Regions from separate parts of the Mus musculus genome. Here all the other regions are linked to region 1. A link is a contact called in public HiCAR-type, HiChIP or PLAC-seq and promoter capture Hi-C data. All regions are on one chromosome and are shown on one strand. The core of a region is the stretch at or near the end of the contact, and the rest is flanking DNA. Distances in the headings are between cores, read along the strand shown. Region 1 holds the start of Atg5 (autophagy related 5). Region 2 holds the start of Lin28b (lin-28 homolog B (C. elegans)). Region 3 overlaps Popdc3 (popeye domain containing 3). Region 4 holds the start of 9030612E09Rik (RIKEN cDNA 9030612E09 gene). Region 5 holds the start of Bves (blood vessel epicardial substance).

Region 1 (2,700 bases), core at 85-2,584:
GTACAGGCTGGCCTCCAACCCAAAGCAACCTTCCTTCCTCAGCTTCTCTAGCACAAGGATTAGAAACGTGGGCAATCACAGTTGGGGTTTGTTTTGTTTTCGGGTTATAGTTTGGTTTTGTGCTGCTCAAGATCCAATGCAGGGCCAAAAAATGCTAGGTTGTTTTTGGGCTTTGGAGGATGTTGTCTGTGTGTTGCAAAGAGTACCATGCCCTCTAGGATTGCAGCAAACTCACTAAATAGCCAAGGCTGGCCTTAAACTCCTGATTTTCCTGCCTTCACCCCACCTCCACTGCTGGAATTAAAGGTACAGGCCACAAAACTGGGCTCAAAGTACAATTAAACTTAGTGTAACATTCTCACCTGCCAAGACAACTACCATAAAGCCAATGTTCTTGTTCTCAAATTTCAATTCAAACAATAATTTTAATGAAGTCAGAATATTTGCATCTGACTCAAATACTCGGTATCAAGGACCCAAGATACTTATCAGGTGAATTCTAGAAGGCTTTAGATAGTCAACTGCTCCTGGGGTTCTGACTAGTGAAGACTTGCTATGCTTTCTCAGTGAAAACAATGCTACATGCTTTGGGAGAAAAACCTACATGCCACCCAGATTCTTAGGTTCCTCAAGTTTATATTCTTTGAGAGCAATTTCAACAAAGTAACTAAATAAACGAAAGTGTTCTACTAACAGAAAAATGCATTTGTTAGTATTAAGTACTAAAATTAAACTGAGACTCAAAGAACTGCATCGAAGAGAAACAGTCTGCGTTTAGATAGAATCAAAAAGCACCGAAACAATTACGATTTAAATAAAATGCAAGTCCTTAACTTGAGCTCCAGACTCGATGCTACATTTCCTACCTTAGTAAGGAACTGACATACTAACTACCCAAAGGGACAGCTAGACTGCCCAAGGGCTCCCGGGCCGGTGTCTCGCCAACCCCACCTCCGCCCAGCGGCACCGCCTCCCCCGCCATCCCTCCGGGTGCGCTCTTTACACGGGCCGCTCGCCCGCAGCCCCTGCCCCTGCCCGGTCCCACTCCCGCCCCACACTTCCACGCCCGGGACACACATGAGCCCTACCCGAGGTGCCGGCTCTGCTCCGGCTTCCCGCAGCGCGAAAGCCGCTCGGTCGGGTTCTGTCTGCCGGGATCACACTGTCCTGCAGAGGCGCAGGAGCAGAAGTCCCAGTGCGCGCGCAGCCGCACAGTGCTGCCGCCCGGGTCAGAAAACAGCCCGACGGGCACTTCCGCCCTCGGAACCAGAGTGAACCGCAGCGCCGGGCGCCCACCGTAGGTCCAGTCACCCTCGGCGCCCGGAGATGACGTCACCAAGACCACGTGGCAAGCGCTCCGCCCTCCGAGCGCGGCCCAACCTGGCAAGACCTGAGTTGCTCCTGAGCGTGCGCAGACACACAGGGAGCGCCTGAACTCGGAACGAGTTTGCCGGTTTTCTTCTTGGATGGACAGAACGCAGTCGTTGGTGTTCCCGGTTGTCAGTGTGACAGTTGTGGAAGAACAGAGAAATAAAGGATCCTGAGACATCGGCTGCCGTGGTAGCAGCATTTTTCTCTTCCTCACAAAACAGTATTGTAAAAACCTTACTTTTAAGGGTGGTTGGGATGGTTTAATTTAGTTGGGTTAGAGTCAGGACAGGGGTATCAAGCTGCAAGTCTGGGACTTAACTAGGTATCTCGTGTTCCTCAGTCTCCCAAGTGCTAGAACTGCAGACGTGAGCCACCACACCCGGCTTTCAAGGTAAACCACATTCATTTGCTCGGTAGAACCTCCCCACTCCTGTAGGACCACAGTAGGCATTAGTGGCTGTATTTAACCCCAGTTGGTAAAAGTACCAAAACCTCCCTCACCTCTAAGAGTACCTTTCCTACTCTTATTGCTTTGAAAATAAAACAAAACGTAAAGAGTACTTGATCTGGGTCTTCACTCACCAAACATTTTAACACCCTCCTCCTCGTCCTCCTCCACCTTCTCTTCCTCCTTCTCTTCTCCCCTCTTACTCTTCTCTTTCCTTCCCCCACCCGGAGAGGATGAGGTGTCCAACTAGATCCTAAGAGATGGTAAATGGAGCCCCGGGAGCTGCAGTTACAGGCAGTTGTGAGGCACCCAGTGCAGGCACTGGAAATGATTTTAGTCTTTTGCGAGATCAGTGAGCACAATTAACTCTTAACTACACTGATCTGTAGGTATTTCTCCAGCCTTTTTTTTTCTTTCCTTTCTTCCTCCTTTTTTGGGTTTGAGACAAGCTCTCGTGCAACGCTGACTGACCTCAAACTCTATGTATAATCATGGATACTCTTTAACCCCCATCCTCCGATCTGACCTTGAATTTACCATCCTTCTGCTTCAATTTCTCTACTGGAATTTCTGCCACGACACTTTGCTCTGTCAGCAGCGGCAGAGCCTGGCTAGAGCCATGAATCTAAATAAAGGCAGTGTTACCTGAAGAAACCCAAGAGGGTCTTGTCAGACTTCTGTTGAGGAGAAGCTGGGTTGGCCTTCATAAGGCTCCACCTAATGTAATTTGGTGCCATTCTCTGGTTATCCTGGGTGTGGACCTTGTACCAGTGTCCACGTCCTGGCCAGTACTTAATAAAACTTGCTCCAAATTTGCCTCAAACTTTGTTGTAGTGATCTTGCTCTTGTCCCATGAGTTTGACACCTTTCTTTTGTGAGGT
Region 2 (2,700 bases), core at 119-2,618, 1.2 Mb before region 1:
GCTAGAGAGATGGGGTGAGGGGTGTTCGGGCATGGTGGGGGAGGGTCAGCTGGTAGCTTTGAAGAAGGGAAGTGGTATCTACAGTTTTTCTGTAAACTGCTTGTTTAAGAAAATGGGGGGATGGGGTAGTGAAAGACTGGTGGAAGCCTTATAATGTTTCAAAACAGGTAATTTATTTTAAAGAAACAAAGCACTTCTAGTTAATATACATTGGTTTTTTTTTTTTAAACATTCGATAAGGTGGTTAGTACGGTTACAAACACAACAAAAACAATTTGAAAAGCAAAAAGTGTTGATGCAGAGGGCCAACAGGAAGGGACAGGAGGAGCCCATTGCGTTATTACAGTCTCATGCATTTGACCGACCTGCTTGCTGGCAGTAGACCTCTAAGATGTCAGGGTCCACTTAATATTAGGCGGATTTACCTTTCCCCTATGCGCCCTCCCCCACCCCCCACCCCAGCAGCGGAGGCTTTTTTCTTTACAGTCGCCTCTCCTGCATCCCTCTTTACCTCCTTGCGCTGCCCCCCCTGCCCCCCCCCCCTGCGCTGAGTCTCCTGCTCTTGGGGAACAATCACCGCTGATTGAGGTTCACTCTACGTTAGGCTGGAAAACTGGGCTGTAATTTAGGAAGTCATTAATCACATCTCCTCCCCCGGAAAGAGATGTCGGAGAAACCTGTGAAGTATAATTTCTTCATACTTCTCAAAAATGTTCAGATATGAGCAACACTATTTGATAGGAAATTAGTAGTGATTTTTTTCAGTAGGATTTTATTTCAAATTGAAAAAAAAATCAGGTTGAAATTAGTTGTGCTTTTGCCTTTTGGTAGGTTTATGTTACCAATATCTGAAGTTAATTGTTATATAATTAAATTTAAGTTTGGACTTAAGAATTGCGTATTTTCCTCTACAAATTAAATATTAATGTCCCTAAGGTGGTTTGGTGCTGTGAAATAGCAGAATCCCTATGGGGTGTATATATGTGGGGAATAATAACATCAGTTGCTTTATTTAAATGGCTCCCCTATGAGATTAGAGAAGCTTGTGTGTAGAGCAGGCGTGTGCACATACACTGCCTTTTTAAACCAGCGATTCACAAGGGCCCTTCGTTTAAATAATACAAAATCAGCATTCTGATTAATCATAAAGAAGCGTCCCAGATTGTCTTTAAGATAACATGTTTGAGTTTTTCGTGCTCATTCATAAATTATTTTGATGTCAGCACAGATGAAATGGCGATTGGTTATCTCTTCCTCTTGCCAGCCCCTTAAGGATCCGAGGTGAATTAGTAGCAAGAAAGCATGTAATTGACAGAGTCACGTGTGCTCAGGGGCCAGAAACCGGAGAGAGAAGAGAAAAAAATCAAAAGAAGGAAAGCACATTAGACCATGCGAACTAAATTTGTGATCGCACAAAATCAAGATGTTAGACTGATGCTGAAGATCACTCCGGTCCAAAGGGAAAGTTTTCATCTCTGGAGTTTGAAGCTGAGGGCCGGTGGGGCAACATGGCCGAAGGTTAATTTTCTTTTCTATTGTTTTACTGTGATTCCTCTCTTCTTTTCTCCCCTGCTTCTCCCCACCACGTAGTTTTTCACCCCTTCTCTCCTTTCCCCCATTACCCTAATACTGGGCATTATCTCCCCACCCCCTTAGAGTGCCGTGGGGCTTTGGCAAAACCTATTGTTACAGATCTCCAAAATGTTTTGTACCGCCCACACTGATTCACAACTTGGAAAGCTTTCAGAGGGCTATTGTTTGAATTGTGTGTGTGTGTGCATGTGTGTGTGTGTGATTACGTGTAGTTTCAGTTAGTGAGTTCAAGAAAACTTTTATACACCTGCCCCCTCCCCCATTCTACCCTAACTTTAATTGAAAGTTAGGGGGAGGGGAACGCACATTGCAAATACCCCGGGATTCCCGTCTGCCTCATGTGCATTAACCAGTAGCCAGCCATCCTTAGGATTTCTCTTTTTTTCTTTCTCCTTGCTAGGAAAAGCAATCTCGCTGAAAAATTACTCTTTGTAAATTGGAATAGTATTAGATCAGCAGCCTGTGAGTGAAGTGTCAGAAGCTGTAACCGTAGAATGTTGCCGAGAAAGGAGCCAGATGAAAAAGTCTGCGGCTGTACGGAAACGTGGAAGCTGCTGTGAGCAGTGCAGCAATGTGGCTTCCCCTCCCTGGCTTTGCTTTTAACCCTTTTTGTTTCAATTTTTTTTTTAAGAAGGAAAATGTTTGCCAACCTTTTGTTTTTAATCTTCATGTCTTCTTTTCCCAAGCAAAACTTTTTGTTTAGATGAGCACTGTATAGAAATGCAGGCTAACTGACTTTTGTCCTCTTCCGTGTCAGGCGGGGCAAGCAAAGGTGAAGAGCCAGAAAAACTGCCCGGGCTGGCAGAGGACGAACCCCAGGTTCTGCATGGCACTGGCCACTGTAAATGGTTCAACGTGCGCATGGGATTCGGATTCATCTCCATGATAAGTCGAGAGGGAAATCCCTTGGATATTCCAGTGGATGTATTTGTACACCAAGTAAGCCAGACTTTTTAATCCCTTTTTTACCGGATTCCATGCTTGGGAGTTGGTGTGTAGTTATGTTAATATATATAGAAAAATGTGCTTTTAAGTGTATTGTAATACGGAAATATTCGATAAAAATCAGGTGATTGTCCAGTTTTCAGATGTGTCCCTGCTGGGGTA
Region 3 (2,791 bases), core at 267-2,766, 1.0 Mb before region 1:
ACCTGAAAAATGCCTTCCTCTGTGGGTCTTAGCGAATCCCACTCAGGAGAATCCAGGAACTGAAAGGGGGAAATATAATGCAGAAATTCGCCATCGACTGTCACTCTGATTCTAGCAAGATATAAGAACATCTGTTATGAGGTGGGAAGAAAGTGTATGCACATTTGGGGGACACTTGAGTGGGGGAAAGTATCCTTGCAGCCTTTGGAGACTTCTTCCCTGATGAGTTTTGAAGAACAAAATATTAAATACATGTACTACCGTAATCCCTATAAGGTTTGTGTATGATATTCATCACCTAGAAGTCTGGAACAGTAGGTGAAATTCACCAACAGCTCATCAAGTTGTACATGCATGAGATGAGTCCATTCCATGTGGGTACTGTGCCTCAGCACAGGACTGGCACACTCAGTCAAAAAAAATTTTTTTTTTACTACACTGTGGGGAGTTTAAGAGCATAGTGGGGAATCTGCTGCAAGGACCTCTGTGTGTTAAAGGTTTAATCTTTTCTTTTTGTTACACAATTAATTAATTTACTTAATTTTATTTCATGTGCATTGATGCTTTGCCTGCATGCATGTTTGTGTAAAGGTGTTGGATCCCATGAAATTGCAATTTCAGGCAGTTATGAGCTGCCATGCAGGTGCTGGGAATTGAACCCTGGTCCTCTGGAACCGGAGCCAGTGATCTTGACTGCAGAGCCATCTCTCCAGCCATTAATAGTTTCAATTATATGAAAAACACAGGATTGTTTACCTCCTCAAACTTTTCCAAGTTTAGATTCTATACATATATATTCCCGAAGTCTTTACTCCCACCTCTCACAAGGGGGCAAATGCTAAGATTTACTGAATAAATTTGATAATATAAAATGAAAGACTCCCTGTTATCGAGAAGGATGTCAGAAGAGTCCACCTAAAACACTCAGTGTGCCGATGACAGATCTACCAGGTCAAGCTGCCTCAGCCTCCTTGACGTTCTGTGACTAGTCACAAATGTTGAATCCACAGAACCAAATTCATGCTTTGCTTTTAAGACTTGTGAATTGTATTTGTAAGATGAAAGAGTACGCTGAGATTATTTCTGGATTCAAGTAAACTATAGCATGTCCTCTAAATACCCACACCTATGTCATGTCTCAAAGATTTCCCCGAGTCAATGGGTGCTAAATGCCACCCAGGACTATGCTGCACCAACATAGAATACCAAGAAACACACAGAACCACTACAGAGGTGAGGCACACTGCACGCAGGGTACGAACCTTCCTGAGATGAGCACGGAGAGTCGATCAATGGAGGTTTTCCCCTGCATGGCGTAGCAGTGCTCCTTCTCCAAACTAACCACTTCAGAGCTCAGAGCAATTGTTCTGAAGACGGGCAAAGGGATCCCGAGGGGCTTGAAGAGCGAGCTGTACAACACATGGAAATCTCGGGCGAAGGTTATGCTGTGAACTTGATACGCGATGTGAACGAACTGCATGAAGCAGATGACAAACAGCACAAAATTCCAGGAAAATATGTCAGCGGCACAGATGTCCACCCACGCCCAGACCGCAGAACTGAGGAAACCCAGCCCCAGCAAGCTGAAGACATAAAGGAGCCCAAAGAATCCACTGCCACCCATAAAACCTACTACAAACAAGATACTGGCGAGGTGGTAAATGGCCCCTTCGGCCTCCTGCTTCCAGGTGGTGCAGAGTGGGTGTTCAGTCACCAAGCTTTTCCATAAGCTTGAATTCTTCTCCATGGCTGCACTATCTGCTTCCCTGTCAGTTCGCTTTAGAGGACCCTGAGGCCAGTGACAGAGTCCTTCGCTTTCCCATCACACAGCAGTGCACTCCACAGGCCGGGAGACTCGGGGGCTGGCATGGAGGGGGCTTCAGTGGGTGTGGAGCCGAAAGAGCTATGGGTTCAGCCCCAGTTTCTTTAAGCTCATCTGGACTCCTGATTCAGATGAAGTCCACAAAGGTTTTGCTATTTCCTGTGTGAAAGAAAATAGGGACATAGGATCAAATTAAACAAAAAGAATGGAATGGTACTTTACTTAATGAATCTGCAGCACCAATTATGCAAATTGTCTTCCCGTTGTTAGTAAAATTGGGATGTTTTAAGCGCAAGTATTAATTAAATGTTTAATAAAAGCATATTTACTAGAAATTGGCTAGCTATTGATTTTTCGGCGCATGCAGGTTGGTTTTTATAAACTTGACGAGCTGGAGTCACCTGAGAAGGAATCTCAGCTGAGGAGACACCTCCATCAGACTGTCCTGGGCAAGCTGGTGGGGCATTTTCTAGGTTAATGATTGATGTGAAATGGCCCCGCCCACTGTGGGCGGTGCCAGCCCTAGGCAGGTAGTCCTGAGGTATATGAGAGAGCCAACTCAGGAAGTCACGGGGAGCAAGTCAGCACAAACATTCCTCCATGGCCTCTGCTCCAGTTCTTGCCTCTAGGTTCCGACTTTGAGCTCCTTGCTCGACATCCGTCAATGATGGACTCTAGTCTGTAAGGGGCAATAATCCCTTTCCTCCTCAAGTTGGTTTTCGTCAGTGTTTTATCACAACAACAGACAGAAAACTGAAACACGGGGATAACTAAATCCTTGGGTCAGCCAGTCTACAGCAGTGGCACAGCTTTAAGTCAGAGTCACTCGACACAAGTGACTAAAAACAGAGCCATGGACTTTCTCCACAAATATTAAATCAAGGCGATTTCCAGAGATGCGTATTTTGAACACGCTCTCTTCGTAATTATGATGAATCCATGAACCTTCCAAAAATCCTCCCCTCTTGA
Region 4 (2,704 bases), core at 199-2,698, 1.1 Mb after region 1:
ACTATGACCCCTAAAAGGCAAAAGCTGGCTTTTAGAAGTTCCCACAGGCCTTCTGCATGGCTTCGGGTACACAGGTACTTTCCCTCGCACCCCCAGCACACGAAAGAGAAGATGCTTTCCAGGGTACCCTCCCAAATATTTGTACGAAACACATTATGCTAAAATGCAAAAACAGGCCTCATAGGGTTGTTCAGCCCTGCAGAGTACGCTCCCAGATATCTGTAATTCTATGCTTAAAGAGACAAAACCATGCTAAAATGCAAATTAGGCAAGGCAACACTCAGAATGAACCCCACTTGATAGGCCGAACTGAGATTTTAATGAAAAGCTTACTCATACCCCCACACCGAATTCATTCTATCTCTTAAGGACTTAAAAATGTGTAATTTTAAATTCCACCACTGTCATAATGAACACTCCGTAATAACAAGCCGGGGAACAATGGACACCCCCATATCACATTGTGTCAGGTAATTACAAAGTGGAGCGGCGCGGGAAAGCTGAACTGGGAACGTCTAGGTGTCGTTCCTTTGCAGTGTGTGTAGGAGATTTTCAGAGCTGTGTGTTGTCTCTGGAGCCTCATCAAACGGTTCACGCTGATACCTCAACCCAAAAGACAGGGACAGGCGCAGCCGACCTTGGTCCAGGGCGTGGACAGAGGCGGCCCAAGAGGAAACACGTGAGCGCATGGAGGATGAGCTGGGCTTTGGAACCAGCAGATGCGAGTCTGGTGGAAGAGTGTGGAACCTGATGGAGAGGAGAGGGTCCTGTCGTGCGTGGCGAGGGCGTGGGGCTTCTGGGGGGAGGGATCCTGAGCGCACAACAGTACCCACTAAGCCCAACCCTTCCCATTAAGCACAGGGCACGGTGAGGGTGCAAGCCGGGTCACCGGGTAAAGATGCTACTTTGTAACAGAGCATAAGCTTGCGTTTGGGGCAGAGGGGGAAGGGAGACAGAAAGAGAAAGAAAATCAGGGAGCTGGAGGCTGAGTTGTCCTACTTCGAAGTCCTTCTCAGGAAGGCAAAAGCTTCCTGGCAAACAGTCTGACGGCGCGCTGTGCTGGAGACCCCTCTAAGCGACATTCAGCCTCCACACAGCCTGCCGTAGTCTTCGGAGCAGGACACTGGTGCCTGAGCGGTGGGTCCGGTCTGTGTTTCCCTCCGCTCCCGGGCGCTGCAACCCCGGAGCCGAGTTCTCGCTCTGCCTTCAGGTCCCTGCGCCCTTTCAGCGCTCCACCTCCACCCTTCACCCCGCTATGTTTTGCCTCAGCGGCCTCTAGGTCATCCTCAGAAGCCAACTCTGAGCCCACCGGAGCCCACGTCACGGAGCTCGGGAGCAGGAGGGGTCGTCGCGGGGAGGTGGCGGCTCCGAGTAGGGCCGGTGCCCGCCGCCCAGGAGCAGGCGGCCGCCAGCAGCCCCCGGAGCCGCGCAGCATCCGCGTCTACAACGACCGGGAAGCCACGCCCGCTCGCGAGCGGGGGGCTGGCCTTGTCCCCCCCACCCCCAGCCTCCCCTCCCTCGGACCCCTCCCCGCTCAGTCCCTCCCTCCGCCCGCGGCTCGGCTCGCGGGAGGCGCTGGGCGCCGGGGCTGGCGCGCTCTCCCGGGCGCACACACAGATCCACGCACGCACGCCCAGAGCAGCTGTCTCCGCCGTGGCCGGCGCTCCTCTCGCCCATGCGGACAGACAGAGCTCAGGAAGATGGCTGACGACTCCTTCGGGCCCCGAGGATGCAGCCCGGCGGCGGCGGGAGCGGGAGCGGCGGCGGCGGCACCGGCAGCGGCGGCAGCAGGAGCGGCGGCGGCGACGGTAGGAGCGGCGGCGGCGGCATCCCCGAGACTCCCCGGGCTACCCTTCCCCGTGACGGCCACTGACGGTCTCCGCCGCTAGAAGAGACCCCGCTCCTCCCTCGCCTGTTCCACCCCCACCCCCAGCCCCGGACCCGCTAGCACCGCTACCTCCGCCAGCGTTGCCACCATCAGCACCACCTCCACCTCCGCCACCGCCACCGCCACCACCACCACCGCCGGCGGCGGCAGCAGCCATTTCATCTCCACAGAAACCAGACACAAAAACATGGCAGAAATGGAGAAAGAAGGGAGACCTCCGGAAAATAAAAGAAGCCGGAAACCCGCTCACCCTGTGAAGAGGGAGATCAACGAGGAGATGAAGGTATTTTCGGACTCGGAGGCCGGGGAGACCGAGCTCTTTATTCCGTCCGCTCCCTTCGGGCTGTTGTGTAGGCTGCGGGGGGGGGGGGGGGGGACAGGGGCGCGCTTGTCAGTTTCTGCTGGGTCCCTGGGACGCCTCAGCTCCCCCTCCAGGTGCAAAACCGAGGCCAACTCATGGGCTGCATCTCCGAAGTCTGCCAACCTCAGATTTGATGGGGGCGAGGGGGGGGGGATACTATTTAACCTCACAAACCCTAGACTGGTACAGATGTTGCCGGGCGAGGGCACTGAACCCCAGTGGCGAGTGAGCATGGTGCAGTGGCTTTCCTGATGGTCGGTGTAGTATTTCTCCCTTTTTCGGAAATGAATCTCCGGACCCCTCCAAAGTTAAGAGCTGCCGGACCGGGGCACCCGGGATACCTGGATTCCACCCCTCTTCCCGGTCCATCCCCAGGCTCGGTGATCCCGCTTTGCTCCAACTCGCCGGCTGCGGCGGTGTAGCTGTCAGTGGCGGAGGCTTGGGCCGGAGCGGCG
Region 5 (2,737 bases), core at 43-2,542, 1.1 Mb before region 1:
TTAGAAGTGGCATTAAAAGCTTACATTTCTGGTCAAAGGAAATTGGCAAGGAAAACTATTATTTTCCTCAAAACCAGAAAATATTAATAGCTATTAAAATGCATTACATGTGTTTATTTCTACAGTGGTGTACGGGTGCATAAGTCAGAGGACAGCTTGCTGGAGACTCTCCCCTTCCACTTCGCGGGTCCTGGGGATACAACCCAGGTTGCCAGGCGTGCTGGCATGTACCTTCACGGCCTGAGCTCTTTCACCGGCCCTAAATGGCCAGGTTTAAATGCAGGCATATTGTAGAACATACTTTGCTACGCTACACTTATTAAAGATACGCAAATGTTATATGCAGCTGTAGATATATAGTTACATATATTGCTGTGAAATGCTTCTTACCTGTCATAAATCAGTTCAATTTTTTTTCGCTATCCAATGACTTAGTCTAACGGCCTGCTTAATCACTTCTTAATAGGTTTAAGTGGCCTACACTGAACTGCCCTTATACGAATAATGAATGATGATCTAATGAAGAAGGTTAGATTACTGGATGAATTTGTAAACTGTCAAAATCAGAACGTCATCTTTCTCATCAGATCCTCCACGTCTAATTCCCCAAATTACTCACTGTAGTAAAAGCGTGCCCATCTACTGGTTTTCAAATAGGCATCTGCAGGTCTACATACCTGACCGAGGAAGCAAGCTAGCACATTAAACCTTGACCAAATTAGAAAAAAAAAAAAAAAAAAAAAAAAAAAAAAAAAAAAAAAAGAAGAAGATGAATAGCGATGAGCAAAAACCTTTTGAGGAGACGCGCAATTCACTGATATTTTCCCGGACTCTCCGCGCACCTCCGGGCGGCTCGGGGCGACGGTTTTGTGGGATCCGTCTGGCAGCCACCCGTTTCTCTAGGACGCGGGCGGGTGGCGAGGACCCGTGGCTCCCACTGCTCCCCCACCCGGGACCCGCTCGCCCTGCTCTCACAGCAGTGTCAGCGTCCACAGCTCCGCGGCCCCCCGCTGTCCCGCCGAGGGACCGGGGCGCGGGCAGGCGAAGGGCGGCTGCAAGGACGACGCGGGACGCGGGCGCATCGCAAGTTGCTCGGCCGCTCCGTGCCCAACTTTCCCGCGCGATCGCGCGCTCTGGCTCCTTACCTTGCGCGTCCCGGGGCCCGGGGGCGGCGGCGCGCGCAAAGTTTGCGACGGCGGCGGCGGCGGCGAGCGGCGGTGGCTGGACGGGCTCGCGGCGGGTCCCCAGGCAGCGCGGCCCCGGCCCGCTCCCCGTTCGCGGAGGCTTTGACTAAAATAGGCATCCCGGCGGCCGGCTGGGGCGCACGGCGCACGCGCCGCCCGAGGTCGCCCCCGCGGGCGGAGCCCCGCTCCCCGCAGACCCGCTGCCTGGCCCACCGCGTGCGCGCGCCCGCTCCCGCGCTTCCTTGTTTGGGCATGAGTGGGGACACGCGCGGACGCGGGTCGCCCCCCGCTGGAAAGGGCAGGGGAGTGAGGACAGACCCCTCGGAGAGTTGCCCGAGGCTCGGAGGGCGCTGTTGCTCCGAGACACCTGATAGCCCAGCCAGATCCCACCTACAAGCTAGCAGGCTGGATTTCAAAGGAGCGAGGTTAAATGCTTACATTTAGGACCAGAAATTGAGAAAAAATAGGATATGGACATATTCTTCAATCAGTATTTATACTGGACATGGTATACCGGACCAGATAAGAAATGCAAGAAAGTTCACAGTAATGAAAAATCGGTGGGATGAAGTTTATAGGACAAATAGAAAGGTTAAATGGACATCCGATAACCACCAAGTGTCCTCTGTGTGACAGAGAACGCAGTCCTGTGGGATCAAAGATCAAAACAGAACCCCCGCTATGTCAGGATGCGTATAGAGTACCCCCGAGGTGCACATTGGTCCAATCTGCCTAGTAGAGAGCACGCCTGCTATTCCAGAGCCAAGTAGTATAGACCAAGTTGCAATCTGTCTGCTCCAGTTGGCTCTGGGGCATTCCCCACAGGCCCCTGTGTTGATGGCTTGGCTTGGTCCCAGCATTATTGAACCTTTAAAATCTTTAAAGAGGAGTTGGCTCAGTAGTAAAGTGCTTACCAGCGAGAAGCCTGAGTTTTCAGTTCCACAACGCAGGATGCAACAGCCTAAAACCTGTTATCCCAGTGTATCCATGGGGACAGGGGAGAGTCCCTGGGAACTTCAGTGGCAGGGCAGGAAAAGTAAGTCTCAAAGAAGGTGGATGGCAGGAGATCACAGTGGCGGTTTTCCTCTTTCCTCCACCTCAAGAGAGCCTGCTCTCAAATCTCTCCCTCCCCCCATCTCACCTTCATGCCCATGCTCTCCCCACGCGCTCTCCTCTTTCCCCCTCTTCCTCTCTTCATGAGTGTATGTCCCAGGGCATGCAGAGGGACCATCAGTCTTGTCTTGTGAGTCTCGCATTAACCTGAAAGTTCCCGGTTAAGCTAGTCTAGCGGACCAGGGAGCCTCAAGGAACCTGCCTGTCACACCCTCACCAGTTTGGGATTACAAACTGAACCTCCACATCCGACTTTTTAACATGGATTTGGGGGATCAAACTTCTGTCTTCATTCTTGTGCAGCAAGGACTTTACTAACTGAACCATGTCTCCAGCCCCTTAGGGTTGTGTTGAGAGCTGAATTTCATCACACCCGCAAAGGTTTTAGAATGGTGTTAATGCAGATTCTGGGTGTTTTATCGCTAACTATTCAGTCTGTT

Evidence for each region. Promoter capture Hi-C pulls out the DNA fragments that hold promoters and counts their contacts. HiCAR-type assays count read pairs that join an accessible place to other places. HiChIP or PLAC-seq counts read pairs in DNA pulled down with a chosen protein or histone mark.
Region 2: an H3K27ac HiChIP or PLAC-seq map of epiblast stem cells shows a contact between it and region 1, with 5 times the contacts expected there. The contact joins the promoter of Lin28b here to the promoter of Atg5 in region 1. A contact is called at or near these places in 4 of 39 promoter capture datasets (embryonic stem cells, hippocampal neurons and pre-B cells), 2 of 484 Hi-C or Micro-C datasets (both in embryonic stem cells), 3 of 115 datasets of contacts at active chromatin or transcription factors (astrocytes, epiblast stem cells and thymic regulatory T cells) and 1 of 9 other capture datasets (embryonic stem cells).
Region 3: a contact with region 1 is called in a promoter capture Hi-C map of hippocampal neurons, with 2.8 times the contacts expected there. The contact joins the enhancer-like site here to the promoter of Atg5 in region 1. A contact is called at or near these places in 4 of 39 promoter capture datasets (the C10 cell line, hippocampal neurons, pre-B cells and 1 more) and 4 of 115 datasets of contacts at active chromatin or transcription factors (astrocytes, embryonic forebrain and embryonic stem cells).
Region 4: a promoter capture Hi-C map of hippocampal neurons shows a contact between it and region 1, with 2.9 times the contacts expected there. The contact joins the promoter of 9030612E09Rik here to the promoter of Atg5 in region 1. A contact is called at or near these places in 2 of 39 promoter capture datasets (hippocampal neurons and liver).
Region 5: a contact with region 1 is called in a HiCAR-type map of astrocytes, with 4 times the contacts expected there. The contact joins the promoter of Bves here to the promoter of Atg5 in region 1. A contact is called at or near these places in 10 of 39 promoter capture datasets (the 3T3-L1 cell line, the C10 cell line, embryonic stem cells and 5 more), 1 of 484 Hi-C or Micro-C datasets (embryonic stem cells), 11 of 115 datasets of contacts at active chromatin or transcription factors (astrocytes, embryonic forebrain, embryonic stem cells and 3 more) and 2 of 9 other capture datasets (embryonic stem cells and liver).

What each region holds. Positions count from the first base shown.
Region 1 is chr10:44,266,973-44,269,672 of GRCm38.p6, reverse strand. Atg5 (autophagy related 5) reads right to left here and starts at 1,334. Exons shown (of 8, transcript NM_053069.6): 1 at 1,089-1,334. It overlaps Gm40637 (a long non-coding RNA gene), which reads left to right and starts at 1,471. Exons shown (of 2, transcript XR_871625.2): 1 at 1,471-1,560; 2 at 1,712-1,931.
Region 2 is chr10:45,468,869-45,471,568 of GRCm38.p6, reverse strand. Lin28b (lin-28 homolog B (C. elegans)) reads left to right here and starts at 1,368. Exons shown (of 5, transcript NM_001031772.2): 1 at 1,368-1,518; 2 at 2,351-2,532. The coding sequence starts at 1,509.
Region 3 is chr10:45,313,751-45,316,541 of GRCm38.p6, reverse strand. It overlaps Popdc3 (popeye domain containing 3), which reads right to left. Exons shown (of 4, transcript NM_024286.1): 2 at 1,263-1,981; 3 at 3-111. The coding sequence starts at 1,747. Among named protein-coding and RNA genes, the nearest start is that of Bves, 21 kb to the left of the region's middle. Within about 2 kb of position 1,516, at least 8 of the 459 cell types and tissues checked have an H3K27ac peak or open chromatin away from gene starts, as enhancers often do. A contact at or near this core is called in hippocampal neurons, where this site is marked.
Region 4 is chr10:43,173,443-43,176,146 of GRCm38.p6, reverse strand. 9030612E09Rik (RIKEN cDNA 9030612E09 gene) reads right to left here and starts at 1,448. Exons shown (of 1, transcript NR_102361.1): 1 at 1-1,448. Sobp (sine oculis binding protein) reads left to right here and starts at 1,617. Exons shown (of 7, transcript NM_175407.3): 1 at 1,617-2,171. The coding sequence starts at 2,076.
Region 5 is chr10:45,334,290-45,337,026 of GRCm38.p6, reverse strand. Bves (blood vessel epicardial substance) reads right to left here and starts at 1,292. Exons shown (of 8, transcript NM_024285.3): 1 at 1,146-1,292.